Regions from separate parts of the Pan troglodytes genome. Here regions 1 and 2 are each linked to region 3. The links are chromatin contacts, called in public HiChIP or PLAC-seq maps. All regions are on one chromosome and are shown on one strand. Each heading gives the region's core, a stretch centred on a gene start, on an enhancer-like site or on the middle of the called end of the contact. The rest is flanking DNA. Distances are from core to core; before and after follow the strand shown.

Region 1 (2,991 bases), core at 199-2,698, 370 kb after region 3:
CCACGGTTTACCATTGGAAAGGATTTGTGGGCGAGGTTGAATGAGCGCAGCAGATGGCCTGTGGTTATTTAGAGCAGTGCTTCCCTGGTGGTTTGATATCACAGCGCTCATACTTGTGTGGCCCAGTGAAATGGAGGCGGAAACTCAAAGTTTCCACCTTCACAGGGCCTGACTGGAAGGGGCTGAAAGATGATGGGGAGGTTTCTTGTATTCTTAAAACAGACTACCCCTTCCCAACGCACAACCCCCAGTAAGTGGCCGTGGGTTCCCAAGCGCCTCTCCTCCCTGGGCCATGGGCGTGACTGCTGAAAAGCGGGTTAGGCCGGGGAGTTCAGAATCCGGAGTGAATCCGAACTACCCCAGGGAGACGGCAGCGAAGAAAATCTTGTTCTTAGGAGAACGCAATCTTCGGACACCAGAAGTTCCTCTATGATGCTATTCTGTGGCAGCCTTGCACTTGAGCCGGATGAAAATTGTAAAAACCCAGGTTGGGCGACAGGACGGCGCGTCTTCCCGGCTCCTTTCCAGAGTTTAGGAGGAGCCATGCAGACTCAGCCGGCCTTTGGGGGTAGGTGGACAGGCCCGGCGCGCCCTCTCGAGGCCCCTTCAACCTCCCGGGGGCAGCAGCGCCGTGTCGGCTATGAATGGGGCCTCTGGAAAACTCAGGCTTGGAACAGGTAACCCCCCGGTTTCCGCAGGCCACAAATCACCACCCGCAACCGAAGGACGCGCAGGCTGGGAGCGGCGGCGGGGCCACCAGTGCGGACCTCCACTGAGGGCGGCGGGATCCGACCGCAGGGGCTGGTCCCTGAGGCCACTAAGGGGTGCGCTGGGCTAAGGCCGCCTGGGGGCAGGAGCCAGCGCGATCGTGGCGGGCCAGCAGGCGAGGCTGGCTGAGGACTAGCAGAGACCTAGCAGAGACCCGAGACCCCTACCCTTCCCACGCGGACCCCGGGATCCCTCTCCCAGCAGCCGCCCATCTAGGGCCCTGAGCCAATAAGAGCTCGAGGTATATATGATTCACCGGGCCTGGGCCAATCACCTTGACGCGCGCTCTTCGCCAGCACCTCGCGCGATAACCTGGCGTCCTCGCCCTTCACAATAAAAACTCTTCGCCGGAAAACGACCTTTCCCCGCCCACTGCGCTGACACCGGAAGCGAGGCGTGTCTGGGAGATCACTCCGCGCTCCGGCGGCGAAGGAAAGAACGGACTCTGATCATAGAAGCCTAGTAAAGTAGTACGCCTCTCTCCTTTCGTGAGGCCATAAGAACAAACTCCTTTTCTCGTCACAGCTACGCCCTGGGCATAAACGGTTGGGGCGTCAAAGGGAGGGAGGGAAGGGAGCGGGCGGGAGGAGACGGTCACGTGGTCGCGGCGGAAGGATGCGTCTGTGCTGCGTCCCCATAGAGACGAAATCTATAAAGGGCCGGCGGGCGGCCACTGCAGCCATTTCTACTTTGCCCGCCCACAGATGTAGTTTTCCCTGCACGTGTGCGTTTTCCCTCCTCCCCGCCCTCAGGGTCCACGGCCACCATGGCGTATTAGGGGCAGCAGTGCCTGCGGCAGCATTGGCCTTTGCAGCGGCGGCAGCAGCACCAGGCTCTGCAGCGGCAACCCCCAGCGGCTTAAGCCATGGCGTGAGTACCGGGGCGGGTCGTCCAGCTGTGCTCCTGGGGCCGACGCGGGTTTTGGATTGGTGGGGTGCGGCCTGGGGCCAGGGCGGTGCCGCCAAGGGGGAAGCGATTTAACGAGCGCCCGGGACGCGTGGTCTTTGCTTGGGTGTCCCCGAGACGCTCGCGTGCCTGGGATCGGGAAAGCGCAGTCGGGTGCCCGGACTGCTTCCCCAGGGGCCCTACAGCCCTCGGACCCCGAGCCCCGCAAGGGTCCCAGGGGTCTTGGCTGTTGCCCCGCGAAACGTGGCAGGAACCAAGATGGCGGCGGCAGGGCGGCGGCGCGGGCGTGAGTCAAGGGCGGGCGGTGGGCGGGGCGCGGCCGCCCTGGCCGCATTTGGACGTGGGGACGGAGCGCCTTCCTCTTGGCGGCCGGTGGAAGAATTGCCTGGTCTCCGTGAGCGTCCATTTTGTGGAACCTGAGTTGCAAGCAGGGAGGGGCAGATACAACTGCCCTGTTCCCGATTCTCTAGATGGCCGATCTAGAGAAGTCCCGCCTCATAAGTGGAAGGATGAAATTCTCAGAACAGCTAACCTCTAATGGGAGTTGGCTTCTGATTCTCATTCAGGCTTCTCACGGCATTCAGCAGCAGCGTTGCTGTAACCGACAAAGACACCTTCGAATTAAGCACATTCCTCGATTCCAGCAAAGCACCACAACATGACCGAAATGAGCTTCCTGAGCAGCGAGGTGTTGGTGGGGGACTTGATGTCCCCCTTCGACCAGTCGGGTTTGGGGGCTGAAGAAAGCCTAGGTCTCTTAGATGATTACCTGGAGGTGGCCAAGCACTTCAAACCTCATGGGTTCTCCAGCGACAAGGCTAAGGCGGGCTCCTCCGAATGGCTGGCTGTGGATGGGTTGGTCAGTCCCTCCAACAACAGCAAGGGTGAGTGGGCCACCACCACATCGTCCGGGTGGGATCTAGGGTTAGGGGCCTCCTACCTTTGTATCTGACTCACTTGGCCCCATCACTCAAATGTTTTGCAGAGGATGCCTTCTCCGGGACAGATTGGATGTTGGAGAAAATGGATTTGAAGGAGTTCGACTTGGATGCCCTGTTGGGTATAGATGACCTGGAAACCATGCCAGATGACCTTCTGACCACGTTGGATGACACTTGTGATCTCTTTGCCCCCCTAGTCCAGGAGACTAATAAGGAGCCCCCCCAGACGGTGAACCCAATTGGCCATCTCCCAGAAAGTTTAACAAAACCCGACCAGGTTGCCCCCTTCACCTTCTTGCAACCTCTTCCCCTTTCCTCAGGGGTCCTGTCCTCCACTCCAGATCATTCCTTTAGTTTAGAGCTGGGCAGTGAAGTG
Region 2 (2,987 bases), core at 88-2,587, 350 kb after region 3:
CCCGGCTAATTTTTGTATTTTTAGTAGAGATGGGGTTTCACCATGTTGGTCAGGCTGGTCTCGAACTCCTGACCTCAAGTAGATCCGCCCACCTCAGCCTCCCAAAGTGCTGGGATTACAGGCGTGAGCCACCGTGCCCAGCCCTGCAACAGACTCTTGATTGGTCTCCCTGCCTCAGCCCTGGTTCCATTCCGTTATTCTCAAGCCAGACAGATCCCGTTGAAAGGGAAGTCAGATCCCAGCACTTCTTGGCTCTGAACCCTGCTGTGGTTCCTTTGCACCCGCCATCTCCCTCCCAGTTCTGATAAGGGCCTCCCCTCTGGCCTCTTTCCCAGCTCCTGCTCACCCAGCTGCGAAAGCACTGGCTTTCTCCCTGTGGCTCCTAGACCACGCTGAGCTTAAAGGCTTACCTGGGGGGAGGCCTGAAATGCTCTTCCCTGCAATGTTCTTCTCCTGGTTCTCGTCCTTTTATCAGATAGCCTGACTATTCTGCAATTGCCCACCCCTCTACTGGTAGATATTACCTTTTAATCCTCACCACAGCCCCAAGGCTGGGTGAGGTTAGGAAACTTGGCAGAGGGCAGCTGTCCCTAAGTGGTGGAACTGGAACTAGGAGCCAGCGGTGGCCCCAGTGGCCCCGGACTCCAAAGCCCCAGGCCCTGGGCTTGGCAGAGCCAGGCATGGAGGGAGGCAGTTGGGGGAGGGAGCTTCCATAGAGACACGGCCTCCGTCCTCAAATCTAGTGAGAGACAGAGAAGCAAATGGGTAAATTACAGTGCCTGGCAAATGGTAGGCGCCAAGAAATACGTTTTGTTGTTGAACAGATTATGAGGCTTAAGATGTGCAGACATTTCCGTGGGGCCCAAAGAAGGCACGTGAGTGTGTTAGAGGGAGGCGAGGAAGGGGCTGGGAGAGATTTCCCAGTGAAGGGGGACATTTGAGGTAGACTTTGAAGGAAGGGTAGGAGTTTGCCAGAAGCCATGGGGCCTGGGGAGTAGGAACAGCATGGAGGGATGAAAAGAAGGCGATCTGAGAAAATGGGTTTGGAGGAGCTCTGAATATTAGTGTTAGAATTCCCTCAGGTACCCCAGGGCCCCAGCCAGAGATCAGCATATACAGTACAGGAGGCTGGCCAGGTACCCCGACAGGCTAAGGGGCTGCCAGCAGGTGAGGGGCCTACCCGGTGCGGCAGCCTTGTTGGACAGCGAGGCTACCTCCTGCCCTCTGAAGTTCTGCAGCATCGGGACCACCCCGGTACCCACAGCCGGACCCGGACACCGGAGTCCTCTGTGGGCGGGGCGCGAGTGGCCTCTGCAGGCCCGTCCCTTGGTGAGGTCACACACGGAGGCGGGGCTCAGGATTGGGGGGCGGAATCATGCGCAGGGGGCGGGGCCCGAGAGAGCTTGGAGAAGACCGGAAGTCCCTCCGCCTCCGCTCGCCCTCGTGCTCCCTTCAGCCCCTTCGCAGCTCCGTGCGCAAGGTCGTGTCCCGGAAGTGAAGGGGCCATGTTGATGGGTGAGCCGGGGAGAGGTACCCGGCCAGAGGCGAGTCCTGCGGAGTGGTAGCGCGCGCGGCCTGCGGGTGAGTGAGAGAAGGAATGAGGGCCGCCGGCGGCTGGGCGGCCGGGAGGTTGCAGCGCCTCCTCTCAGGCTGCTGCCGGCGCCTCGCATGCGGCCCGGAGTCATTATACCAGCATGCAGCCGGGGGTCTCGCCCCATCCCGCCCGGGACTTTCCCCTGGGAGACCCCTCGGCTGCCCCGCCCCAACCTCGGAGACCTCCAGTGCCCCGAAGCAGGCCTGCCCTGGCCTCTGGGCCTCCGCACCCCGGCCCGGCCCCCACGGTTGGTGAAGTGCAGACTGGCTGGGGCTCAGCCGCCCAGTCGCCCAGCGACCTTGTAGTTACAGCCCTCGCCGTGACAGTCGCCTTTTACAGCATCAAACACTTCTGTTGATTTTCTGCATCGGGAGGTCCTTAGGGCCGAGGGATCTCTTAAACAGTTGAGGAAAAATGGGCAGGGATGGTGGCTTGCTCAAGCTTGCGCAGGAAGTTAGCAAGGCCGGAGGCTAAGGGCTAGCGGAGTTTGGGCCCAAAGTCCAATCTTTTTTTCCAGCCAAATACTTCCCCCACTTGGTGTCATTATTTCTGAAACGGAGGTGATCATTTCTTCCACATGGGGACGTTGTGAAATTCTCTCCGTTACGCATAATTTTGAGCCCCTTGTATGTGCCAAGCGCTGTGCTGGGAAAGTTCGTGGAGCACCCAGAAGTGCTGTACACACGGTCCGGCTCCAGCAAAGGGTAACTCATTCCAGAGGCAGGCAGAGTTGGGGTCAGGAGTGCAGCCCTCCCCTTGACAGTTGTGGGCCCGCGGGCAAGTTACTTCCCTCTGGGAGATTGTTTCCTCCACTTAAAATGGGGTAATGTTGACCCCTAGGGTAGCTGACAGAATGAGTTGTTATGTGAGACATGCTTCGAACATTGCACGTTGTATATAGTGCAATATAATGCAGTAAGCATTTACTGTTACTAAGAACCCTGACCACCTTCTAGATTCTTAATTTAAATGTGGTCATGGGCAACAAAGCACTTTACAGATATGCTTGTGTAAGGGTTTATTGTTACTGAAGGAAGGCAGTGGCAGTTTATACTTAAATGTAATTATTTATTGAGCATTTACAAACCTGGCTAGGTGCTATTAATAATAGCTGCTGTTGATAGAGTGCTTCGTGTGTGCCAAGTGCTGTTCTAAACATATTCACATACATTAAACTCATTTAGTGCTTATGCCAACCGTATGGGCAAAATATGATTTTTATCCTCACTTCACAGATGAGGAACTGAGACAGTCACAGAGAGGTTAGGAGACTTGCCCACGGTCATGCAGCTCGTAAGTGTTGGTGCCAGGATTCAAGTATGGCTGAGTGCTTGTCTTCAACCCTCCTAGATCACCCCCTGTGTTGAAGTTCTATTACCGTTCATTACGTGCA
Region 3 (2,795 bases), core at 178-2,677:
AGGAGGAGGAACAGCTGCCTCAATCAGAAGAGTAAAACCCCAAGCACAGCTGGAGGAAGAAAAGATGCTCCTGACCACCTTGACCTTCACCCTTGGCCCGAGATGCCAGGACTGAGTTTTCTCTATGGAGAAAGAAGATGGGCTGCCAATCAGCCCAGTTGAGCTCCTGCTCTACCTCCCTATCTAACTTGCTCGGTGACCTTGAGCAGGTCACTTCCTCTGCCTGGGCCTCAGTTTTTGTCTCTGTTAAATGGGAGGAGGTGACCCCCTAAGGCCCCTCCCAGTCGGCCTGGAGCCTCCCAAAGGGCTGCAGGGAGGAGGAGACAAAGGAAGGACAGTAGTGCATAACAGGAAAGGAACTTCTCCCCAAGGATTTCCCCAGCCTTAGGCGAGCCCCCTCGCCAAACAAGTGCACGGGAGGTGTAGACGCCAGGCCCGGACAAAGTCTAGCCCCAAAGTGTGGGGTTCTGAAACCAGCAGAACAGACACCTCCTAAATTGCAGGGTGTATGTTTTGAAGAAGGCAGATGGGGTAGGAGACTAGGGGATGCCCCAGCGCAGGGGGCGGGCTTCAGAGCCCTGGCCTGGGCTAGGAGTTGAGGTGGGGGTGGGGGCGGGGAATAGGGATGTGCTCGGGTGGGGGTAGAGGGGGCAGGATCGGAAAAGGCCAAAGTCCAGCAGGAAAACTTCAGAGGCCGGAGGAGACTTTTCCAAAGCTCCACTTACAACTTGAAAGGATTTGGTGCCAACGTCCAGAGTCCCGAGTTCAAGACCCAGCTCTGACCATAACGCGCTAGGCAAGTCCTTTCAACTTGGGCCTCAGTCTCCCCATATTTACAATAAAAGGGGAGCGAGGTGGGATGGCGCTGAGGATCCCTACGTCCGATCCTAATCTCCAGCTCAGGCAGGCTCGGCCGCCACTAGCATCCTGGAGCGACAACTTTTGTTCTACTCGCCCTACACGGTGGCAGGGAAACTGAGGCACGGGCTGGGGAGACGGGCCCAGCAGCGCAGGGCTGCCGGGGCCCCCGCGCCCCGCTTTCCCCTTCAGCCCCAGCGTGGAGGGAGCGGTGCTGGGGACGGGAGGGACCCCACTGGGGTCCTGGGAGCCGCCCCCGGGCAGCCTCACCTTCCGCACGCGCTTCTTCCGGATGCTCTCCACGGCGAACACCTGCTCGCCGATGGCTGACAGCTCCATGCGGGGCGGCGGGCGAGCGGGCCCGGGGCCGGGCCGGGCCGGGGGCGGAGCTGCGGGGCCGCGGCTGCGGCGCGCGATGCTGGGGCTGGCGGGGTCCCCGTCACCCTCGTCCGGGCGCGCACGCGCACGCGCGCACACCCCCTCGCGCTCCCTCACGCCGCCGACGTTCCATTTTTGAACCTGCGCAACGTTTTCCTCGGCGCCAGCGAGCGAGCGCGCGCAAGGAGGGGGCGGGGCGGGAGCGCGCGGACCGGCCGCGGGCTCGGCTCGCGCCCTGAGGGTCAGCCCCGCCCCCGAGCCCCGCCCCCGAGCCCCGCCCCCGTCGGAGCCCCGCCCCCGTCGGAGCCGCGCCCCCGGGATCCGCCCCCGCGGGTTGCGATTGGGCCGCGGGCCGCGAGCCGCGAGCGCGGCCGTGGGACTTATTTGGCTCGGTCACCGGCTGGGGCGGGGCGGAGGCTCGCGCGCCCCGTCTCGCTGTGACGCCGGGGCGGGACGTGATCCTTAATACCCAGGCGGGCGCCTCATAGCCTCCCGGTGACTGCCAGGGGCCGAAGTGGCAGGGCCCAGTGGAGCCGACGACAAAGTCAAGGCTCAGAGCGGGGAGGCCATTTGCTCACCTCCCGCAGCGGAGGAGACTGGGCCCGAGGCGCAGCCCCTCGAGTTGCAGGAAAGCCGGGACCCAAAAGGCTTCCCACCGTGTCCGGACGTCGCAGGGCCGAGGTCTCCCTAATCCGGCCTTCTCCGCGGCGCAGTTTGGCCAGTGTCTCCACGTCCGTCCACCCACCCCTCCATCCGCCCTTCCATTTGTCCATCCGACCCTCGGTGGTCGGTGCCCAGACGCACGGGTCAGACGCGGGCGCTGCCTCGAGGGCTCCCGGGCCGGTCCCTCGTTCGCGGCAGGAGCGGCCGCGGTGGAGCTGAGGTCCCCCGGGGACGGATTTTGCCGCCGCGCTGCCCCAGCCTTCCCCAAACCCGCGTGTACTGGGCGCTAGGTGCGTAGTGGGGGCTCAGCCATTTGTGGCACGAGACGAACTCTTGATTCCCCACCCCCCTTCCTTTTTCGCTAACGCGCCTCCATTCCTCACTGGGAGCCCGGAGTCGTCCCTGCTCCTTCCTGCACTGACCCCAACTTCTGTCGCTCCGGCATCCCCTCGGGGACTCTGGTCTGCCTTCCCTCACCGCAGCCACCTCCCAGGTTCGCCCCGTCTTTTCTCTGGACCACAGCAGAGACCTCGCGGAGCTGCCCTCCCTCCGATCTGAGCCACACAGTGCCAGAGTGTGCTTCTAAAATGCAGATCTGACGGGGTCACCCTGTGCTTAAAAATTTTCCTCCCTATTTCCCTCACAATAAAATCCAACACCTCTTTCTGGCACATAGAAAAAGAGAATAATAGATTCACACCTGACTTTTCATCAAGAGCAACAAAGCCAGAGAGAAAATAACCATCATCTTAGACTTATATATTCAGTGAAAATGTATTTCAAGAATTATGTACCCAGTATGAGGCACATGTATCCAGAACGTAGGTGAAATCATAGCACTTACAAATACAAAAACTTAAGAGTTTGCCACTGGCAGACCCTCCGGAGGGAGATTC

Evidence for each region. HiChIP or PLAC-seq counts read pairs in DNA pulled down with a chosen protein or histone mark.
Region 1: a contact with region 3 is called in an H3K4me3 HiChIP or PLAC-seq map of stem cell-derived excitatory neurons, with 8 times the contacts expected there. The contact joins the promoter of ATF4 here to the promoter of CBX7 in region 3. A contact is called at or near these places in 1 of 7 Hi-C or Micro-C datasets (induced pluripotent stem cells) and 1 of 1 datasets of contacts at active chromatin or transcription factors (stem cell-derived excitatory neurons).
Region 2: an H3K4me3 HiChIP or PLAC-seq map of stem cell-derived excitatory neurons shows a contact between it and region 3, with 4 times the contacts expected there. The contact joins the promoter of LOC129138516 here to the promoter of CBX7 in region 3. A contact is called at or near these places in 1 of 7 Hi-C or Micro-C datasets (induced pluripotent stem cells) and 1 of 1 datasets of contacts at active chromatin or transcription factors (stem cell-derived excitatory neurons).

What each region holds. Positions count from the first base shown.
Region 1 is chr23:41,517,245-41,520,235 of NHGRI_mPanTro3-v2.0_pri, forward strand. It overlaps ATF4 (activating transcription factor 4), which reads left to right and starts at 1,449. Exons shown (of 3, transcript NM_001252517.2): 1 at 1,449-1,638; 2 at 2,241-2,558; 3 at 2,660-2,991. The coding sequence starts at 2,333.
Region 2 is chr23:41,498,881-41,501,867 of NHGRI_mPanTro3-v2.0_pri, forward strand. LOC129138516 (mitochondrial ribosome and complex I assembly factor AltMIEF1) reads left to right here and starts at 1,338. Exons shown (of 4, transcript XM_054675905.2): 1 at 1,338-1,581; 2 at 2,830-2,856; 3 at 2,945-2,987. It overlaps LOC107970250 (a long non-coding RNA gene), which reads right to left and starts at 1,350. Exons shown (of 2, transcript XR_001712715.4): 1 at 1,181-1,350; 2 at 1-739.
Region 3 is chr23:41,151,273-41,154,067 of NHGRI_mPanTro3-v2.0_pri, forward strand. It overlaps CBX7 (chromobox 7), which reads right to left and starts at 1,428. Exons shown (of 6, transcript XM_515139.8): 1 at 1,129-1,428. The coding sequence starts at 1,197. The region is part of intron 1 of LOC129138513 (a long non-coding RNA gene); the gene reads left to right.